Linked DNA regions of Sus scrofa: regions 1 and 3 are each linked to region 2. Evidence: chromatin contacts called from public targeted proximity ligation data. All regions are on one chromosome and are shown on one strand. The core of a region is the stretch at or near the end of the contact, and the rest is flanking DNA. Distances in the headings are between cores, read along the strand shown. Region 1 holds the start of PRR14 (proline-rich protein 14). Region 2 holds the start of STX4 (syntaxin-4). Region 3 holds the start of SRCAP (helicase SRCAP).

Region 1 (2,791 bases), core at 271-2,770, 320 kb after region 2:
GGGAAGAAAGCAGAAGGGTTTCTCATACTTAGAGTCGTAGGGACGTGGTTTCAGCCCAGCAGAGTCGGTGGTGAGGAATGGGTCCAGGAGACCCTACCCACTTCCAGGTTAGAGTAAGTGAGAGCCGAGTGGGAGGCTGCCTGATGGATGAGTGTGAGAATGAGGTGTTTGTTATCCTCATTAAAGAACGGGTTTGGCTTTGGTACCCAGGAGACGGGAGGGAGAAGGGGGCCTCTCAGTTCAAGGGGCTCACCATGTGGGCAGCCATGACATCTTCCAGGACCACAGCCAGGACCCGCCGAGAGGCTTTTTCCAAGGGCGAAGGGGCCCCAAGGGGCTGCAGTTTCGGCCGTTTGGGGCTCCTGGCTCCCCATAATGCTCGAGCCAGAGGCTGGCGGCACAGACGCTGCCGGCCAGGCGGGCTGGAGGTGGAGAGAAGCAGAGGACGGTCCTCTAAGCCTGTTGTTGGCTCTGTGGTTTCCCCGGTACGGCCACCAGGCTCCCCGTTTCCCGGGCTCAAGACAGGCGGGCGGGGTGCGCTCTCACCTGGAGTCCCCGGGCAAGTCCATGGGGGAAGCGGCGGCTCCGGGGAGTCCCTGGGGGATCCCAGGCTCCAGCCTGGGTTTGGGGGGGAGCGGGGGAGCGGGGAGTGAGGGCCAGCCCCTCCCCTGGGGCTCCGCCCTTCATGGTCCGCCCGAGGCTCCCAGTAGCCCAGGGGCCGGAGCCCTGGGGCTCGGAAGGGCGCCCTCGTCTGGCCGCCGGGAACGGGTGTCTTCCCGCTGCTGCCGCGATCAGTGGATCACTCGCGCCCTGCCTGGCCGCGAGAACCTGGATTGCAGCGGCCCCAGTTCTCCCACGGCCCAAGCCTCCTGGGGCCTTTGTCCCTTCAGATTCTGCCCTGAGATCCCCCGGGATCAGCTGGGATCCCGGTCCTCAGAGGCTCAGTTTCCGCCAGATCCCTCTGTAATCCTCATCCACTCCCAGTGAGTGGGCGAGGACTCCGAAGGAACACTCCCACACGCCGACGGTTCCCCCCCTACCAGATCCCCTAGACTGGATCCCCGCTGAAAGAATCCTATAGCGCGGTTCCTCCAGTCAGACGCCGCGCGAGGATCCTCCTCTCCCCGTGAGCTTCGGCTCCACAAAGCTCCACTCAGAAAGGGGCTGCCCGAGCTTGAGCATCACAAACTCAGTCCGGATCCCCGGGGATCCACTGTCAAGCAGATACCCCCTTCACTCCAATCCCGGGAGGTCCCGCCCACAGACCCCCTCCCTCCGCCCTCCCCGGATCCCCGCCCAGCGCTCTCCCCAGCCCGGGACCAGATGGTTCAAAAGTTTCCTTCCCTCCCTCCTCCCGCCCTCTCTTCAGCCGCTCGGTGCCCTCCCCCGCGCGCCGCTCACCGCCGCCTCCCGCGGATCCCGGGTCTTCGACGGCTCCCACCTCCGGCTCCTTTAAAACTAGCCTTACCCAGCTCTGCCCAACCGCCGAGGGCCTTCTTCTCAGAGCCTTTGGGCAACGCCCAATCGCCGGTCGCCGTCTTCCGGGGTGGTGAGAAACTAAGTGAAGCCGCCTAGCGGCCATCATCCCTAGGGGCAAGAAGCCAAATTGGGCAGCGCCGCCATTATAGTTGAGGGCAGATAGCGCTGTCCTCAGTGGACCGCAGTGGGCCGGATGGCGTCATCTTTTCCGGCCAGTGAGTGGCCGAAGATGATGCCAAGGTTCTTGAGCTACTGAGGCAACTGTCATGAAGCTAGAGTACCGCCACGTTTTTTAAGGGCATCTTCCGGTTCTTTCGTACTTGGGCCAATAAACGTGAACTGAGTGCTAACGATATGTGAAATTCCCAGTTGCCTAGAGAGGCCCCTTTGAAGCCTTTTCCAGTACCATCGTGGGTTGCTGAACCGGGTTCCCGAGTTGCACGGAAGTGTTTGGCAGCGGGTGGCGGGGACCAGAGACAGGCTGGTGCCACCTCCTGCTTCTCTGGTTGCGTGGCGTCCTGGAGGGACTGGGCTGAGCGGGGGTGCGGAGGAGGCTGGGGCGTTGAGCTTCACTTCACCCAAGGGTTGTGTACCTCTTCCTGGAGGAGCGGGGGTTTCTGCCGCTGGCGCTGGGGGCTCAGTATAGAGGTGCTAGTGCCAGGAGACCAATAACAACCTTGGGGTGCTCGGTGGGGTGCGGCCGCTTTCCTCTCTTTTCGGGCCTCCCCCGAGCCCTCTTTCAAGAGGGACCTAGCTGATGGGCTGTGTAATCAGTCCCATAGTAGTAAGGGACCAGGGATGGAATCCTGCTGCTTAAAGGGGCTTCATCCTGAAACTTTTATACCAGGAGCCAGCTGGTGGTGGGGAGGTAGTGGCTTCTTGCACTGTGAAGGCACCCTCACCGCCTAACCAAAACTCATGCCTCCACTCCTTCCCCAGGATTCCCTGGTCCAAGCTAGTACTTATTTTCTTGCTGGAGCAAGAGAGCCTGAAGCCTAGAATCCTGCGTCTGAGATGACGGTGCACAAGTGACCTAACCCAGCCCAGCATGATTCTCGCCTATGAGATTAAATGATAAGAGTAGTGACACAGGGATTTCTCACTGTGGCTCAGTGAATGTGGACACGAATTTGACTAGCATCCACGAGGATTCGAGTGCGATCCCTGGCCCCGCTCAGTGGGTTAATGCCCTGGCATTGTCTCGATCTGCGGTGTAGGTTGTAGACACGGCTCAGATTCCACATTGCTTTTGCTGTGGCTGTGGTGTAGGCCAGCAGCAGTAGTTCCAATTCAACCCCTAGCCTGGGAACCT
Region 2 (2,700 bases), core at 141-2,640:
AGTATCTATCTGAGTTCCTAGACGCTCACCCTTGAGCTCTGCGCGGATGTCCCTCCCCAGCTGTTTGATCTCGTCACGCAGGTTCTGCAGGTCCTGCTTCATGCCTGAACAAGAAAAAGCCATGATGCCCAAAGCACGGCCCCTACCTCAACAAATCTCCCTGGCCACCACCTGCATGGAACTACCATCCCCACAATCCCTCTGACTGAGCATGCGTTCTGCACTCGCGATTTCACTCACTTTCCTCGGGAAGGGGCGTGGCCAGGATGGTGACCTGCTGCTTCTCCAACTCTCGGACCTTATTCTCCAGCTTGACAATAGTCTGCCGAATTGTCCGGACCTGGGGAGGATGACCGAGAGGGCTGAAGCAGATATGGGAGTCCTCCAGACCGCTCTGCACCTCGGGTCATCCAGCCCCCTCGTGAATCCAGACCGAGACCCCAGCCTCTTACCTTCTGGAAGAACTCATCGTCTGGGCTGCCCAGCCGTGCCGTGCCCGGGTGTACCACCAGCGCGACCCTCTCCTTGTCCTCATCGTCAGAGCTGTCATCTCCCTGACAGGGCCGGGGTCATTGGCATCACTTCCTTGCTGTTGCTTTCGCCCCGCGGGATTCACGGGCTTCCGGGTCTTCCAATCCCACAGCTACCCCTCCCTGCCCTGCCCCGAAGACCAGGAGTCCTGCATTCCAACTAGACCCTACCCCGTCCTCCTGTCCCAACCCCGCTGCGCCGGACTTCTCACCTGTCTCAGTTCGTGGGTCCTGTCCCGCATGGCGGCCCGAGCTCCCTCTCCCCGGCGCGGGAGCCCAGAGGGCCTCGAGATTCTAAGTTTGGAACTCCTGTACCCCACTCACTCTCTTGACACTTCTCTCTGCCCTCACCCTGTGGACCCCTAACCGCCCCCCACGAGCCGCCAGAGGCTCTATCCCTGACACCATCCACCGTCGAGGACAAGGAGCCGACCTCGGGGACCCCCAAGTTTCCACAGGTTGGAACTCCCTTTTCTTACCCCCCTCCCGCTCCCGTAGCTTCAGCCCCGCCCCCTCTGGGATGACTGGAGCATGCGCACCGCACCGCGTCCCTTCCCCGCCCGAGGGAAAGGCGGAGGTCGGAAGCGCCAGCTCCCCGAACGGAAGCAAAATTGCCAGGACGTGAGAACCCGCCCCCTTTGCCGGAACTATCGCATCTTCCAACGGAAATCTAGTTGCCAAAAGAGGTGGAAATGCGTCATTGGTACGTAATCTAGGGACCCAGCATCTCACATCACCCCATGGCGCCCCCCCCGCGTCACGTGACTGGCCCGGTCCCAGCCTCTTGGACCTTAGAACGTGATGCTCTGACTGTCACGTGTCTCCACTCTGTCAACTCGGTCTCCGGGACACCTAGCTCCCCACGACGTCCTCGGCACCCTGGCTCCCACAAGTCGGGAGGGGGCGCCGACTACCCCCAGACATCTTTTGAGACAGAGGGTGGTAGGACCCTGGCTGAATTCGGCTTTATTCCTTTTGGGTTCCGGGGGTGTGGGCAGATTGACGACTTAGAATTTGGGGCTGTCCACATCATGAGACCTTGAAATTCGGAAAAGAATAAGATCCGGCGTCAGAGAGTTGCAGGGTTTGTAGGCAGAGTATCTGGGGGTGGGAAGTGACCTCACCCGAGGCGGAAAGCTCTTCTCCCGCATACTCCTGGCACAGCTTCTGACAGGTGGGCGGCTGGCGCCCGGCTTGAACACTGCAGTCCCGCCGCACTCACCACCTTCTGAGCAGTGAGACCATTTCAGGACAGCTCAGGCTGAGAAAAGAGTCCATTATGTTGAGCAGCATATCACCTACACCCCTTCGCCCCCACCTTGCACCAGGGTTTACCCTCTGAAGGACACAAAAAAGAAACAATTCCGCATTACTGTGACCTGTGATTGCTTGAGGTGAAGGCGTGATTGTGTGGTTCTCACCCGAATCCCAACACCTAGTGGGCCCTCAGTAAATATTTGTGGACAGAACTTTAGCCTTTCCTATGTCTGAAGATGACGCGTGTGGTTCCCTAGTCCTCTCTTTTAGGCTTCAGGCTTTCATCGTGACACTTCCCAAAACCTGACCCTCTAGAGGTTCATTCATTCAGTGGATATTCATTAGGCACTTATTATGAGCAGAATGCTCTTCTAGGGCCAGAATTACATCCCGGCCCAACAGAGAAGAATGACTTATGCTTTTTGAAATCTACATTCTGTAGGAGGAGGCCCCAAGGCCACTGGGTCTCCCCATAGCCAGGATGGCTAGGACTGATCTAAGACTCCTGGATCCCAGGGCTCTCCCCGAGGAACTTATATGAAGGTCAAGCAAAGGAAGGAAAGGCCCTTCTCTACTAAGCCCCGATAAGGAAACCTAGATTTCTGTGACTGAGTTGCTGTGGACTTCTGGAAAATCTGGCAACTCCAGATTCTTAACCCACTCCTCTGGGCTGGGGATCATACCTGCATCGAGCTCGCCAGGGACACCATCGGTCCTGTTGTGCCACAGCAGGAACTCCTGGAAAGTCACTTTTTTTTTTTTTGTCTTTTGTCCTTTTTAGGGCCACACCCCAAACATATGGAAGTTCCCGGGTTAGGGGTCTAATCAGAGCTGTAGCCACTGGCCTACGCCAGAGCCACAGCAATGACAGATCCGAGCCGCATCTGTGATCTTCACCACAGTTCACAGAAAT
Region 3 (2,939 bases), core at 297-2,796, 270 kb after region 2:
GTAAGGAAATGAAGCCTCCCAAAAAGTTTAAAAAGTTTAAAGGTAAAAGGCTCCAACCACTGAATGAAGAGCAAATTAACAAAGCCAAACAAGTTATCACATCCAGAAGCTCAAAAGGTACTGGCAGCCTGGCAGCCTGCTCTCCTTTCCAGTAAGGGCTGAACATAGGAGAATCCAACCTTTCTCAAGGCAGGGCCCTGGGCCTCCTATGCTGCGCCAGGAGACACTTCCCCAAACACAAGAACTACAACAGGAGACCTTAGAGGAGCAGTCAGGAGGGGAGAAAGGCCGAACAGCAAAGACCCATGCCCCGGAAATAGGCAGGGTAAACCCACACAAGGCCCGGAAGTGTTTCCCCAGTGTTTAAGGAAGCTCCTTAACCACACTGCAGCCTTTGATTCACTCCCTCTTCCACAACTGATTCACTGGACTCAAGCTAACCAGGATCCAAGAAGCCCGAACTCTTGACCCCAGGCTTCATCACCATCTCCTAAGCCGTCCCAACAGCCTGACCCGGCGTGACCCCTGACCTCTGCCCCAAGTTGCCACTAGCCCTAAGATGGCCCCGCCCCCTCCAGACTCCCACCGCACCCAACGTGCGCGACAGACTGGGGGAGGGGCCCGCGCGTGCGCGCCTGGAGGCGGAGAGAGCCGGCTGTGCTCACCGCCCCGGGGCTCCCGCCAGAACCCAAACCCACGCACACAAGGGTCGCAGGGCTGGGAAGCCTCTCGTCCCTGCCCGTCAGGGAGCCCCCCACCACCAGACCGAGAGAGCTTAAGATAAGGAAGGGTTCGTGCCGCCAGATCTTGGCTCCGGACTGGATATGGTGGGCGCGCGCCCCAACTACTCGTCCCACGCCCCCCTTCCTCTTCTCGCGCGCCCCTGAGGTGGGGGGCTGGGGTTGGTGGGCGGGCAGGAGCGCACCTGGGTCCGTCCTCTCAGGGCTCGCTCGCTCGCTCAGGCACGCGTGCGCAGACGGGCGGAAGGGGAGAGAAGACGCGCCCCAGCCCAGTGCCGGCCGGTCTGGCCCCCCTCAGCCTGTCTCTATGGGCGCGCGCCGACAGCCTCGCGCACCGGCCCCGGGGCCCCGGCCGAAGGTGCGCGCGCAGCACCCCGGGAAGGTGGGAGGGGAGGCGGTGGCGGAAAGATGCGCGCGCAGTCAGCCGTCAGGGGAGGGGGAACTGTGGAGCGTCCGCCATCTTGTCTCCCTCTCCTTACCTGCGTCCTCGGGGGCGTGCGCACCACCCCCCCCTCCCGCCGAGGAGGGGGAGGGCCCCCTCTTTGCCGCCTCCTTCGCGGCCTTTAAATCCCCCTGAGGCCCGCGGCTACTGCCACCGCCTTGCTTCCACTGCTTCCTCTCACGGCACAGAGATGCGGGAGGTGGGTGGGGAAAATGGGAGACGCTACTCGCAGCGAACCGCCGCCGCCGCTTCCGAGGCCTCACCAAAATGGCCGCCGCCGTCTCGGCCGCCACCACCAACACCACCGCCACCACCACAGCTCACTATCGCTACCGCCGGCGCGGCCCGTCCTCTCGCGAGACAGTAACTGGAGGTTGGGAGAGCAGGGAGCCTCGCGTGCTAACGTAGGGCGCTACCCGAAGCGCAAGGCAGGCTGGGAAATGTAGTCCGCCCGGAGGCTCCGCGCCTTTCCCGCAGCAGAGCTCTTTACCCTCCACCGGCTAACCTGCCACTGGGGCTGCATTGCAGCTGCCCACTGGGACGTGGCCACCGTACCTTCTTTTATAGATCACCCAGAGAGCTGAAGGAATTTCTCAGGTACTTTCAGCAAGTTAGCAGTGGAGCCTGGATCTCTGGATTCCCGTTGCAGTCCACTCGTATAGAGCCAATGCATTTGACACATGGGTGGTATTGTTGATAGCTCCTAAGCATTTATGCATCAGGTCGCCAACTTTCTGAGTTAAGAACCCCTTAAATTTGTTGTGTTTTGGGGGTTTTTTTGGTAATGGTTGGGTTGGCTGCACGCCGGGCATGCGGAAGTTCCCTGGCCAGGGATCAAATCCGTGCCAAAGTGGGGACCAGAGCCCCATCAGTGACCACCGGAGATCCTCAACCCGCTGCGCCACCAGGGAACTCATTTGAGAATCTGATACCCTCACCCTGGAATAGAATAATAATAATAACGTACCTTTTACTGAGGGCACCTTGTGCACGATCTCAATCCCAACAATGCTCCATTTATAAATGATTTGAGGCTCATAGAGTAATAGAGCTCAAAGCCAAGATTCATAGCCAAGCAGTCTAAGTCACAAGGTTACAAGCACTGTCACAAAATCTACCTCATGAGGGCCGACCACCCAGGAGCCAGGTTAGGAGGCCATAATAAAGCTTTCATTCAGCTCTTCACCTGCTCAGTTTAGATCTCCATTCTACTCTAAGAGTTGATGATTCTCTCTGACCTTGACTTGAAGTTCTGTTTTTCTTTTTCTTTTTTTTTTAAACTTTCTCTTTTTTTAATATTTTTTTTATTTTATTTTTTTAATTTTTTTTGTCTTTTTGGCATTTCTTGGGCCGCTCCCATGGCATATGGAGGTTCCCGGGCAAGGGGTCGAATCAGAGCTGTAGCCGCCAGACTACGCCAGAGCCATAGCAACGCAGGATCCGATTCGCGTCTGCGACCTACACCACAGCTCACCGCAACGCCGGAACCTTGACCCCACTGAGCAAGGGCAGGGATCAAACCCGCAACCTCATAGTTCCTAGTCGGATTTGTTAACCACTGCGCCACGACGGGAACTCCGAAGTTCTGTTTTTCTTACAGCAAATACCAGTGGTTGAAAACTCAAACCTAGAAGGACCAAGAAGATGATGTAAATAAAGCAAAGAGGGGCAGATGAGGAATGTTAGGAACAGGAGGCCGTATACTCTGACCAAAAGGAATAGTCAGCTCAAACCAATGTTCACCCTACAGGAATGTG

What was found.
Region 1: a targeted proximity ligation map of alveolar macrophages shows a contact between it and region 2. A contact is called at or near these places in 1 of 5 promoter capture datasets (liver), 1 of 47 Hi-C or Micro-C datasets (skeletal muscle) and 1 of 2 datasets of targeted methods (alveolar macrophages).
Region 3: a contact with region 2 is called in a targeted proximity ligation map of alveolar macrophages. A contact is called at or near these places in 1 of 47 Hi-C or Micro-C datasets (embryonic fibroblasts) and 1 of 2 datasets of targeted methods (alveolar macrophages).

What each region holds. Positions count from the first base shown.
Region 1 is chr3:17,749,860-17,752,650 of Sscrofa11.1, forward strand. PRR14 (proline-rich protein 14) reads right to left here and starts at 1,521. Exons shown (of 12, transcript XM_021086416.1): 1 at 1,402-1,521; 2 at 547-618; 3 at 254-422. The coding sequence starts at 569. LOC110259905 (a long non-coding RNA gene) reads left to right here and starts at 1,783. Exons shown (of 2, transcript XR_002342364.1): 1 at 1,783-2,791.
Region 2 is chr3:17,429,987-17,432,686 of Sscrofa11.1, forward strand. STX4 (syntaxin-4) reads right to left here and starts at 1,391. Exons shown (of 11, transcript XM_021086404.1): 1 at 743-1,391; 2 at 453-554; 3 at 241-340; 4 at 30-104. The coding sequence starts at 772. LOC102167315 (a long non-coding RNA gene) reads left to right here and starts at 1,095. Exons shown (of 3, transcript XR_001303274.2): 1 at 1,095-1,233.
Region 3 is chr3:17,701,316-17,704,254 of Sscrofa11.1, forward strand. It overlaps SRCAP (helicase SRCAP), which reads right to left and starts at 1,547. Exons shown (of 34, transcript XM_005653006.3): 1 at 1,220-1,547.